2 separate regions of the Mus musculus genome follow, and region 2 is linked to region 1. Evidence: chromatin contacts called from public Hi-C data. All regions are on one chromosome and are shown on one strand. The core of a region is the stretch at or near the end of the contact, and the rest is flanking DNA. Distances in the headings are between cores, read along the strand shown. Region 1 overlaps Uggt2 (UDP-glucose glycoprotein glucosyltransferase 2). Region 2 overlaps Hs6st3 (heparan sulfate 6-O-sulfotransferase 3).

The links. A called contact is a pair of places that touch in the nucleus more often than the background predicts.
Region 2: a contact with region 1 is called in a Hi-C map of the N1E-115 cell line, with 3 times the contacts expected there. The contact joins two enhancer-like sites. A contact is called at or near these places in 1 of 484 Hi-C or Micro-C datasets (the N1E-115 cell line) and 3 of 115 datasets of contacts at active chromatin or transcription factors (the SCID.adh cell line, bone marrow-derived macrophages and embryonic basal ganglia).

The regions. Positions count from the first base shown.
Region 1 is chr14:119,005,968-119,011,802 of GRCm38.p6, reverse strand. Uggt2 (UDP-glucose glycoprotein glucosyltransferase 2) reads left to right here. Exons shown (of 39, transcript NM_001081252.2): 32 at 2,709-2,804; 33 at 3,656-3,740; 34 at 4,476-4,658. Among named protein-coding and RNA genes, the nearest start is that of Dnajc3, 71 kb to the right of the region's middle. Within about 2 kb of position 4,567, at least 375 of the 459 cell types and tissues checked have an H3K27ac peak or open chromatin away from gene starts, as enhancers often do. A contact at or near this core is called in the N1E-115 cell line and the SCID.adh cell line, where this site is marked.
Region 2 is chr14:119,828,525-119,834,400 of GRCm38.p6, reverse strand. The region is part of intron 1 of Hs6st3 (heparan sulfate 6-O-sulfotransferase 3); the gene reads right to left. Among named protein-coding and RNA genes, the nearest start is that of Gm41249, 32 kb to the right of the region's middle. Within about 2 kb of position 1,275, at least 17 of the 459 cell types and tissues checked have an H3K27ac peak or open chromatin away from gene starts, as enhancers often do. A contact at or near this core is called in the N1E-115 cell line and the SCID.adh cell line, where this site is marked.

The DNA of each region.
Region 1 (5,835 bases), core at 3,318-5,817:
CCAGGACAGCCAGAGATACACAGAGAAAACCTATCTCTAAAAACTTTTTTTTAAAAAAAGAAAGAAATGTGAACCTTTTCTAATTTTGTTCTGTTGCTGTGAAAATGCCGTAATCAAGACTTCAGGAAGGAAAGGGTTTATTTTCTATGACTGCCAGGCCCCAGTCTGTCACTGAAGGAGGGCAGGGCAGGAGCTCAACCAGAAATGTGAGGCTGAAACCATGGAGGAGTGCAGCTGGCTGGCTTATGTTTATGTTAGCCAGCCTCAGGGCTTCCTGTGTAGGGGATGATGCTGCCCACAGTGGGCAGGGCAGGAGCTCAACCAGAAATGTGAGGCTGAAACCATGGAGGAGTGCAGCTGGCTGGCTTATGTTTATGTTAGCCAGCCTCAGGGCTTCCTGTGTAGGGGATGATGCTGCCCACAGTGGGCTGGGCCTGTTTACATCAAGTAATAATCAAGGTTGTACCGCATAGGCATTCCCACAGGCCAATCCTTCAACTGAGACTCTCTTCATAGGATGACTATAGTCTATGACAAATTCACAGTTAAAGCTAACTAAAACAGAACTTCCTTTGAGTTTATAAATGTCAACTTTTTGTCATCTTGATCAAAGATAAGAAACTTTAAGCCAAATAGATTGAGTATCCTAAATAAATTTTGTTGTCACACAGTTAGAACACTTCCACCATATTGGATTTGGCCCAGTTTGTGCCTCTTTTTCTAGCCTATTCTGTTAATTAAAATCGACTTACTCTACCATGTAGCAATGTTTTCTTCAGAAAATTACAGAAAAAAAAAAGATTTACAAAATACTGGTATAATAATTTTTACTTACCAGAATATTTTTAAATTTAACTTTTTATTATTTTATGTATGTGGGTATTTGGCCTCTGTGTATATCTGTACACTATGTGTATCCTTGAAAAGGCCAGCACAGGGCATTGGGTCCCCTGGAAGTGGAGTTAGAGGCACTTGTCACTTGCCCTGTGGATGCTGGGAACTGAACCTGGGTCTGCTGCCAGAGTAGCCAAGGCTGTTAAATGCTGAGATGTCTTTCTAACCCCAACAAAAATATTTTTTATAAAAGAAGTCATTTTCAAATCTTAGTCACTATAAGTGATATATATGCTTATATAACTTAGATTTTTAATTATATAACAATCAGCATTAATTATATATATCACGGATATCCCACATTAAGTTCTTTTGTTTCTTTCTTTTTTTTTTGGCAATTTTTTTGTCTGCTTCTCTGGTTACTATCATTTTCTTTTATTTGTTCGTTTGTTTCCTTTTATTGGAAATAGTTTTCCCCCTCGAATTCTGATCATGGTTCCCCTCCTTCTACTCCTCCCACTATCACCCCTCCTCCTGTCCCATCTGACCTACTCCATTTCTGTCTCTCATTAGAAAACAAACAGGCTTCTGAGGGAAAATAAAATAAGGTAAAACAAAAACTAACTCACAGGAACTGGACAAAACCAACAGCCAGGCAGAGAGCCCAAGAGCAGTCACAAGGAACAGTTTGGTGACACACACAGGCGCCCATAAAGGCAGTAAACTGGAAGCCATAACATATGCACAGAGACACACGCAGGCTGTGTGTGCTGCCGCTGCCTCTGTGAGCTCACAGGCGCTCTGCTCGTGTTGATTCGAAGGCCTGCTTTCTTAGTGTCCTCCATCCTCTCTGGCTCTGACACTCTTTCTTTTCTTTTCAGACAAGTTCTCTCACTCACTGAGTGGCAAAGGCAGGCCTTGAACTCATGGCCTAAGCAGTCACTTTAAACAACAAAAAGAAAAGTGTGTGTGAAGAAAGAGTGTGTGCCACAGGTGTGCAGTGTACTCAGCGGGCAGTGAGGGAGTCAGATTCCGAGAGGCTGGAGTTAGGGGTGATTGTAAGCTGTGCAGTGTGGAAGCTGAACTTACACTCTAGAAAAGCAGGGCTGCCAGCAGCCCACCAGTAGTAACTTTAGTGTGAGGTACAACTGTGTCATGTACAAAGTCAGTGTCACACAGCCATGTCAGTGTCACACACCCATCCATCAGTCCAATGGGCCTGCTCTGCTGCCGCTCACCTTGTTTTCTGAGATGGTTGCTTACTGAGTGCAACCATCCATTAACACTGTGTGCTAGACTTGCCAGCACCAAGTCCCCAGGATTCTGCTTTCCTCTGCCTAGCCCTGGGATCCCATCGCTTGACCTGGGCAGGGTTCCACAGAGCAGGCCCTGTGCTCAGTGAATCTTTTTCTGGACCTCTGCAGGCATGTTACATAGTGTTTTAGAGGTGCATGCTTCATGACCAACATCCACACTCCTACTGGAAACCCAGAAACCCTGTTGTCCATGACTGACACTTCTGCTTAATGTATTGTTGCTTCCCACACTATTGGTCATTTAAGATCCAGCACACGAGGTATGAACATGGCAGGCTGTACTTCATTCTTGATTCTCAAAAGAACTCTTAGAAGTCACAAAACTTTATGTAACTATGGAAAATGGAAAAAGTTTAATTTCATTCCATGTCTACAAAAGCTCACAGAGCTCAAATGATACCCCCAACATTTAACATACTATAATATAAATATCTCACAACTGTCAGCACAGATGGCTATTCAATGTAATGGTGTTTTGATGCATATTATTTACATGTTACAGTTATAATATATACTAATAAATGCTAATAATTCACTGTCATGTATTTCTATTACAAGCTTCACAAAAAGTCTGCATAAAGATGAGAAAAAGGAAAATGACATCCTGAACATTTTTTCAGTTGCTTCTGGCCATTTATATGAGCGTTTTCTAAGGTAGGTGAGAAGGTTCTCATAGTTTCAGAAAGTTACACATTTACACAGATCGGAATTCAGCAAAATGAAAGAATGAACCTCAAAAGGAAATAAACTTTTTTTCCCGTTTCTGCCAAAGTATTAGCTTATTTTCATACCCGCCATTATTATTATTTATTATTATTATTATTTATATTCTCTGCCAAAGGCCCCTGGAGGAGCAAATCCACTGGGTTTGTGCGTTCTTCTTGCCTAAATGTTAACAAGGTATACACCAGTGAGCAGCTTGCTTTTTACATGTAAGTTTTAAAATACATTTAAATTTTATTAATTTGATTTGATTTAGAATAGTTTTAATTAATGTTAGAAATGCGTTGAATTTAACAAGATAATGAGAAAAAATATATATTGTAAATTTTCCTTTCCCATGAAGGAATATCATATTTGGAAAAAGAACGAAGTCAGTGGAGAAGAAGAAGATGGTATTCAGAATTTAAAGAATATTTTTAAGAGTTTATATAAAGGACCACAAAGAATGCCTCAGAGATATTTCAGTTCTGATCCTGGTGCTTTAGAGAGCACTTTCAGGGGCGCGCCTCTCTCCTTCACTGAAAGGCCTGGGTAAAGCAACCACATGGCAGAGTCCCAGAATGCACCAGTCCCTTCTCTTCTGAAAGCCTTGTATTGATCACACAGTGGCTCTGTGATATTTGCACCCTTACATCCTTATGCACTGCCTATTGTCACAGCCATAATGTCTGAAGGTGTTTTAGTTTACCTCTACATATTTCACAATGTGTATTCATAAGTCATCATTTAAAGGCCTCTGAATATAAGTTACCCTGTATTTGTCTCCATGTCCTTTGACTTAGGATTATGATGCTTTCTGTTCTGCGGAACACCGAAACTCCCGTGAAGTTCTGGTTTCTGAAGAATTACCTCTCGCCAACATTTAAAGTAAGCACATGGCTATTTTACAATGTGGCTAAAGCTTGATACTAATTTCTTTGTTACCATTGTAATCTCTGAAAACATTTCCCTTTTCAATGTGAGGTTTTTAAATGTGTATTTGCCAAATAGGGCATGGGAGTGGAAAACACATGGACTGAGATGACACAATACAGGATCCGTCCTAGCAGATGCTATCACTAATTAGAAAAACCATTCTCTGGATAAAAACCTTGCAGCACTTCATGGCAAAAGTAATGCCTCTTCAAAACGGGGTTTTCCTTTCTGGTTTGCTTTTTCTCTCTGTTTCTTCTTCGTACGGTGCTTTCGTGCATAACATAAACACTGGTGAGTGCGCAGGTGTAAGCCTGTAGCTTTGCTCTGTTCACAGTAGCCAGGCCCTCCCTCCAGCCAGAAGGTCATTGGCCTAACTACCTGTCTGTCTCAGTTCCTGAGGAGTCTGTTTGGGGAAGCAAGGCAGCAAGCAGTGGGCGTGAGCTGGAGCAGGAGGCTGAGCCACAAGCTTGAAGCAGTCTTTCAACACTCTCAAAGCCCGCCTCCAGTGACGTACTTCCTCCAACAGACACGTCTGCTGCCGCTCCCTCCCCTTCCTCCTTCACACACTCCCTTTCAGCTTGGGAACAAGTTTATTAGAATAGTATTTAAGCAGTTTTCAGTTTCTTTATAATGATTTATAGTAAGCTTCTTCTAAAATGTATTGTTTGATTTGTTATATGTGTCTAGGAGGTAATTCCTCACATGGCTAAGGAATATGGATTCCAGTATGAGCTTGTGCAGTATAAGTGGCCCCACTGGCTTCATCAACAGACTGACAAGCAGCGAATCATTTGGGGTTACAAAATCCTTTTCCTTGATGTCCTTTTCCCACTGGCTGTGGACAAAGTCATATTTGTTGATGCTGACCAGGTAACAAGAGCGATTACTTTTTACTAAAGCTTGCTTTGCATCTAACTGAACATGAACATGAGGATTTGCATTGCTCATTGATTGTCACTGTTAGTTTTTAGACATACACGACACGACATTTTTTATATCCACTAAGAACCTGGAGTTTAAAAACACACTAGCAGAGCGTGCGCAGACGGGAAAGTGTGACAAGAAGTACCGTCTGCGTACAACATGGCAGTTCCTATCTGAAACAGCCATTATTATTATTGTATAATTTGGCAAGTAAAACTAAGACATGTGTACATTATTCGTTATAAAAACAGTTCCATGCACCTGCGCGGGTACGCACGGGTTCCGCGCACCTGCGCGGGCACGCACGGGTTCCGCGCACCTGCGCGGGCACGCACGGGTTCCGCGCACCTGCGCGGGCACGCACGGGTTCCGCGCACCTGCGCGGGCACGCACGGGTTCCGCGCACCTGCGCGGGTATGCACAGGTTCCATGCACCTGCGTGGGTATGCACGGGTTCCGCGCACCTGCGCGGGTATGCACGGGTTTTCCTCTAGCTGCTGACTTGCTGGGAAGGTTAGCGGTGAGTGGTGAGTGTGGCCCTTCTCTCCTGCGTCCACCATCAACAGTGAAACCATCAAGTTTCCATCTGTCCATGACTTACTTAGGAAAGGCTCTAAATTTAGCTGGAGATAATGAAAAGCCACCTTCATTTCCAAATCTGTATGTATAGAATTATTAGCTCATTTCAGGATATTTGTCATCAGTAATCATGAAAATATTTGACAAGTGTACAGAATTTCTAATGCAGGAATACTTAAGTGTTCGTGTATATAAAGTGAATTCACAGGATATAAACGACATATCAAGGACAAAGGTGTATTTTCAGGTTTTATATTAGAATTTGCTGATAAGCATGGAGTGGAGATGGGGGCAGCTTTTTTTCTAAGTCCAGCACTGCAGAGAGTGAGGCAGGAGGATGAGGAGCTCAGTGCAGAAGCACGAATGAGGCCACCTGGAAACAAAAGCCAACCGGGAGGAAAAGACGGCAGAGAAGAGAGCAGGGCCCTTGCCTGGGTGAAGTCTAAGCCACTGCCGTCTGAGCTCTGAGGCCAGAGACTATTTATCACCTCATTGTAGAACAGCAGGGGACTAAATGCAAAAATTTATTGCTGGGCTCCTTACT
Region 2 (5,876 bases), core at 26-2,525, 830 kb before region 1:
CAACACAAAATCTTTTCTTTTCTCTTCAGGCCCTCTGGAGACAAATACTTGAAGTAATTCCCAAAAAATAAAAAGTCAGGAACTTGAGTGAATACAAGCCCAGCATTTACACAAATTCTTTATGGTCACATTTTTTATTGAGTGTTTGTTTGAAAAACTCAAGGGTAGTGTTAATGAAGGAGTAATAAATTTCAGTGTGTTGCAGCTAAGACGAGCTGAGGCTAAAGAAGAGCAGCTTTCAAATCCAACCTCAGTCCATTTTGGTTACGTGACCTTGATAAAGTTACTTAACCCCCTCCTTGTCTTCCAAAACCCTCAGATATATAATAGAAACAAACATGTTTAGGGGATGAAGATGGTTTAGTGATCAAGATGTCTAGAAGCTCACCACTGCTTGTGACTAGAGCTCTAGGGGATCAGATAGTCTCTTACAAACTGCAGGCACGCATATACATGTTAGTGTTTGTGCACACGTACATGTCCACACAATACATGTACATAAATAAAAAGCAAAAATATTTTTAAAATATAAATGGCTTTGTTTAACTTGTTAAACTAGTAGAGGAATTAAGAATTTTTTTTCATGGGCAGCCAGCATATTCAATGATATATATATATATATATATACATATATATATATATATATATATATATATATATATATATATATATATATATATGTAATACACACATATATAATACACACACACATATATATATTAAATTAGATTGAATCATTAGTATGACTAATCATTATGACGGTGATGTCACCATGATGAAGTATCCAGCTACTTTGATTGGCAGTGAGTTACCAATCCAGGGCTATGGAATGCACTTGCAAAGTTACCAAAAGTGTGAGGATCTGAGAGATAACGAGGGACTTCAAACTAGCAGGGCTTTGCTATAAATAGTTTGGGGTGTGGTGGGAAGAAATTTGAAAGAAATTGGGTGAACATCTTTTTTCAAAGAAACACTCTAGTCAGGTCTTAAGGTGGAAATCACAGACAAAAGGGAGTGTGGTTTACCAAATTATAAATAAAGAAAACCCATCCACTGAAAGAAGCTTCGCTACAATGTGTGTGCCCGCGAGCGTGTGTGTGTGTGTGTGTGTGTGTGTGTGTGTGTGTGTGTGTGTGTATTTCTTCCATCTGGGAGAGAAATGCTGGAAAGGCACTTAATATTCATGACTGACACAGTTTCTCTGTACTGTCAGTCAGCTGGAACCAGAGCACACAGCTGGTTAGCAAGCACAGCTCTGCGTCACGGTTCCTCTGGTGACCTTAAGCAGCGAGTCAGGCATGGAGCACTGGAACACTTCCTGCTGGCTTACTTTTTCTCTTCAGAGGTGGGGAAGTGACCAACATCTGCCCCCGAATAGCCAGCCTCCTTTCTTCGCCTTTCAAGTTCTTATCAGAAGCCAACACCAGATCATGAGAATCTAAATCCAATTATCAGTCTCCAGAATAAGGGAGAAAAAGCCCCGCATACCCGGTAACATTTCTTATTTGCAGGCAAAGTAATTTGTTAGATAGAAGCTTCACTCTTGTTTTTTACAGCACCAAGGTGATGCACAGATACTTGAAAAGGCCTTCTTTGAGAAAATTTGCCATAAATATTCAGGAAATCTAAACTTTTGGGGGAAAGTCATTATTAAAATATATCTATTTTTTTAAGGCTATACATTTCTTGAGTCAGATTCTACTAGCTTTTATGACACACTTGCCTAGAATTCTAATCTGAACAAACATATTTATCAGATTTTTTTCTTCTTTTGCACACACTTAGGATATGTATGGATGCCTAATTACAACCTCAGGATTTTAGCTTTTTATATACTAAGTGAAAGCCCACAGCTTTCCGCTGTATGCCCTGATCAGAGTTTGGAATAGAGGCGCTGACACATGAGAGGATGGATGCCACTGATGTGCCTTACTCTTCCGGAACAGAAAGGCAGTGACCCGCTGCCATTTCTTCCTGGAGCTTGAAATCTGTCAGAAATGTGAAATCAGAAACAGAAGGAAATGCACGCCTCAAATCCCCTTCTATAATTCTAATTTGCCTTGGCATATCGCAGTATTTAATCAATAAGAAAATATTTGGGTGAAGAGGACTCAACAAAAAAGAAGCGCGTTATTTTTAGACAATATTTTACGGGTTGGATAACTCTTAGGCCATATCAATGCCCTTATTCCCACCTGAGGGATCACTTAAAACCAGCTTATATGTCCCAGGGCAAAACCGTGGCAATAAATTCCCAGTGCTCCAGCCTTCTGAGAATTGATCGCAGATTTATCCATCTCTGCCTTTTGGTTCTGGAGCAGACTCTAAAGATCCCAGGATGACGGCGTGTGCTTGTGATCCTGCAGTACCAGAGACTTAATTAGACATCAAATGTGCACTGCCTAATGATGGCTGTTTAAATTATGTAGGCACACACTACAACTCTCAGACCCACACATGGGAAGGAAGCATGAGGTAAAAATACAGTAAATCCCCCTTTGAGACATCGGGATGTGGGGGGAAATACCTCGTCACCGCTGGCAGCCTCCCAACTCGCCCCTCTCCTCTAATAGTCTGGGCTGTTTCGTATTTCACAGTTCATTGCTGCTCTTTCTGTCTCCCCACAACCAAGTCTGCTCCACTTCGCATTTATCAATTTAATACCTTGGCTAATTTCATCCTAGAATAATGTTTCTGTTTATAGAAGTCTAGCCCCTGTGGCAGGCAGCGAATACTCAGGGGTTTCCGGGAAGCAATGTTAATGCACACTGAAGTGGTAGGAGAGGCCCTCCAATCACAGCCCAGCACCCGCTTCCACTGCCTAGTCCGCCCCAGCCTTGGGGGTGTGATTAGGATCCTGCTGTGTGCAGCTGTTCTCAGCACATCCTGGGACAGAGAAGGCAGGGGGTACCTCAGGACCAGACCCAGCGACCCCAATGAGAGGAACAACACGTAATTAATTATTTCAACTGAAGGTCAAGGGCCACTGTGTGTTATCAGGACACAACGCACTGATTGCTCAGGGCCAAGGACGCGTTCCATTCCCCTCCACAGCTTGTACCACACATGACCAAGGTGAAGCAGGATTTGATCTGCTCAACAAATTGGTGTGTTGCCGAGAGGGAAGAACTCTGGCTGATTAACGGAGGATTGATGACTGCGTATGTTCCCAGGTAGAACCATCTGGGCAGGTGTCTTTTAACTAAGATTAATAAGCATATGTCACCACACGTTACGAGAGGCACAATGGTGGAGAATCAAAAATTTCTGAGTCCAACTGTCACGCTGCCACCGAGCAAAAGAAATTTTTTCCCAGGTAAACAAAACATTGTTCCAGCTTGGCTAGAGAAAGGTGACCTAGCTGCACCCAAAATAGTTTATACCCAAGGTACATAGCTCTCCACATCTCTGGAAAAGCAGACATAAACCAGAGGCTTCTCCGCCCAGGCTAAAGTACAGGGTGTAAGATTTCCTCTCAGCCAGAAGTCCGCATGCATATGGCCCCAAGTCAACACCCAAGCTTATAAGGTTCTGTCTGCTGCCAAGCAGCAGGGCATTCGCGGGTTCTTCTCAAAGATTGGAGAATGAGGGACCAGGGGGACCTGTAATTGCCAAGGACAACTGCAGATAAGTTGAAGATCATGAAGACAAATCGGGAGTGTCTCAAAGCACGCCACAGCTTGCCCCATGATGCCAATTTAAAGTTTCTTCTACAATATGAACGTGGGCCAGCACCCTGAACTCCCAAGGAACTCTGAGCCCACATTTTGTTTTCGTGTCTTTTTTTTTTTTTTTTTTTTTTTTTTTAGTTTTTCGAGGCAGCATTTCTCTGTATAGCCCTGGCTGTCCTGGAACTCACTTTGTAGACCTGGCTGGCCTTTAACTCAGAAATCCGCCTGCCTCTTCCTCCCAAGTGCTGGGATTAAAGGCGTGTGCCACCACACCCGGCTGCATTTTGTTTTCAAATGCAGGACCAAAGTATGTTTCCTCTCTGTAACCGATGTGTGGGAATATTATTTTACATCTTTCTGGGAAACTGTGGGCAGCACCTTCTCACAATGACTGCAAAGTCCCTGGGAAACAGTATCTTGTCTACAAAAGATGATTATATTCATGTGTAAACCATATATTAAAATAATAAAAATATAAGAAATAATAATTCCATCTGTAGTCCCTGTGAAATCTTTATATCAATGAAGACAGATAGATCTCTTAACATACATCTCTATGTCTCCATGAATTGAAAACGGTCACCTCACTGGAAGCAGAATGCAAACGTGAAGTCCAGGCACAGCAGAGAGAAGACGGGACAGAGAAAGGTTTGAACAGGGCTATGTTTCCAAGCTAAAGCATATTATTTTTTCCCCCATCAGGTTGCAGTCATTAATGTGTCTCACATGAGACATAGGAAAGGTGTTATTTCCCCAGATTATATACATTTTTACTCTTTATACTTTGCCATAGTTCATTCATGTCTCGTGTTTGATGGCTTGGAATTAACCACCTGTGTGGGAGGGCTGCATCTAGGCTATCAGAGACCAGGGATAATCAACCAAGAACCGGGTCATGGGCAAAAGCTAGCTAGGTAGTAATTACATAGCATGCACTTGTCATGCCTCGCCCTGCACAGAACGGAGAGTCACTAAATATTTGTTATTGATGAAGAAGGATCGAGAATTGGCAGGGACCGAAAGACCAAAGGTCAGAAGGGCAGAAACCAGCCCAGCAAAAAGGAGCGTCCTAATGAAACAGAAGTTCGGCAAGGTTCAGTCATTTGGAGAAGCAATTGCTGTTGCAGGAGGGAGTCATCTCTCAACCTACGCAGAATCTACTGTACTCTTTCCATTACCAAACTCAGGACCTGCTGCTAGGAGTGCCCGTAGGAAAAAGGTGTCTCCCCGACAGCATCCAATAGGCCAGGAGCAAAGAGGTCGGAGAACATCTAAGCACTGACTCACGATTGACATGACCAGTAAGGGCATTCATGGTGGCTGCACCGCCCCTCAACTATAACTACATTTCTATTTTCCTCTTAACTCCTTTAAAACCCATCCATGTACCTACCTCTGTACATCTCCTTCAAATTCATGGTCTCTTTTTTCAGTGTGTGTGTATATGTGTGTCTGTGTGTGTGTGTGTGTGTGTGTGTGTGTGTGTGTGTGTAATGAGAACAGTAACAAAATTCTGTGGGGACTAGTGCATAAGCCAGTCAAAGTCTTTGTGAATGGCCTGTTGTCAGCTACTGAATCCTGGTATGCAACCCTTCATGCCCAGGGATAAGGGAAGTCCACTTCATTATGTCCTCGAGACAGACTTACCAAGTACACAAAACTCAAAAGCCACCTCAGGTTTCTTTTCTTTTTTTTTTTTTTTTTCTTCATTCTTCTGTGATGTGCGCACACACACACACACACACACACACACACACACACATACATATTGTGGGTTTTGTTTGTTTGTTTGTTTGTTTGTTTTTTTAGTGTGATGTGTGCCACATCACATGCCTATTGAGGTCAGAGGTGACTTGTAGGGACATAGTTCTCCAGATCCACCTTATTTTGAAGCAAATTCTTTCTTATCTGTCATTTTGCCTATCCATCAGGTAAATGATCCAGGAATACCTGGGCAGGAATCCTGCTCACCCAGAAGGCCATCTGGGGCATTTCATCACTGAGCCATAACCCAGTCCTGTAAACATCAATGTTCTATCTATTAGATTGTTCTTAAACTTTCTAATTCTGATGCTGCCCCCTCAATTTTAACAGTGTTGTAAATATTATATAGGGCATATAATTGATTGTGTAATAGAATATTAGTTCAATTTGAATCTTGATTTTATTTTTAAGATTTAATCATTTTAGAATTCTAATTGAGTT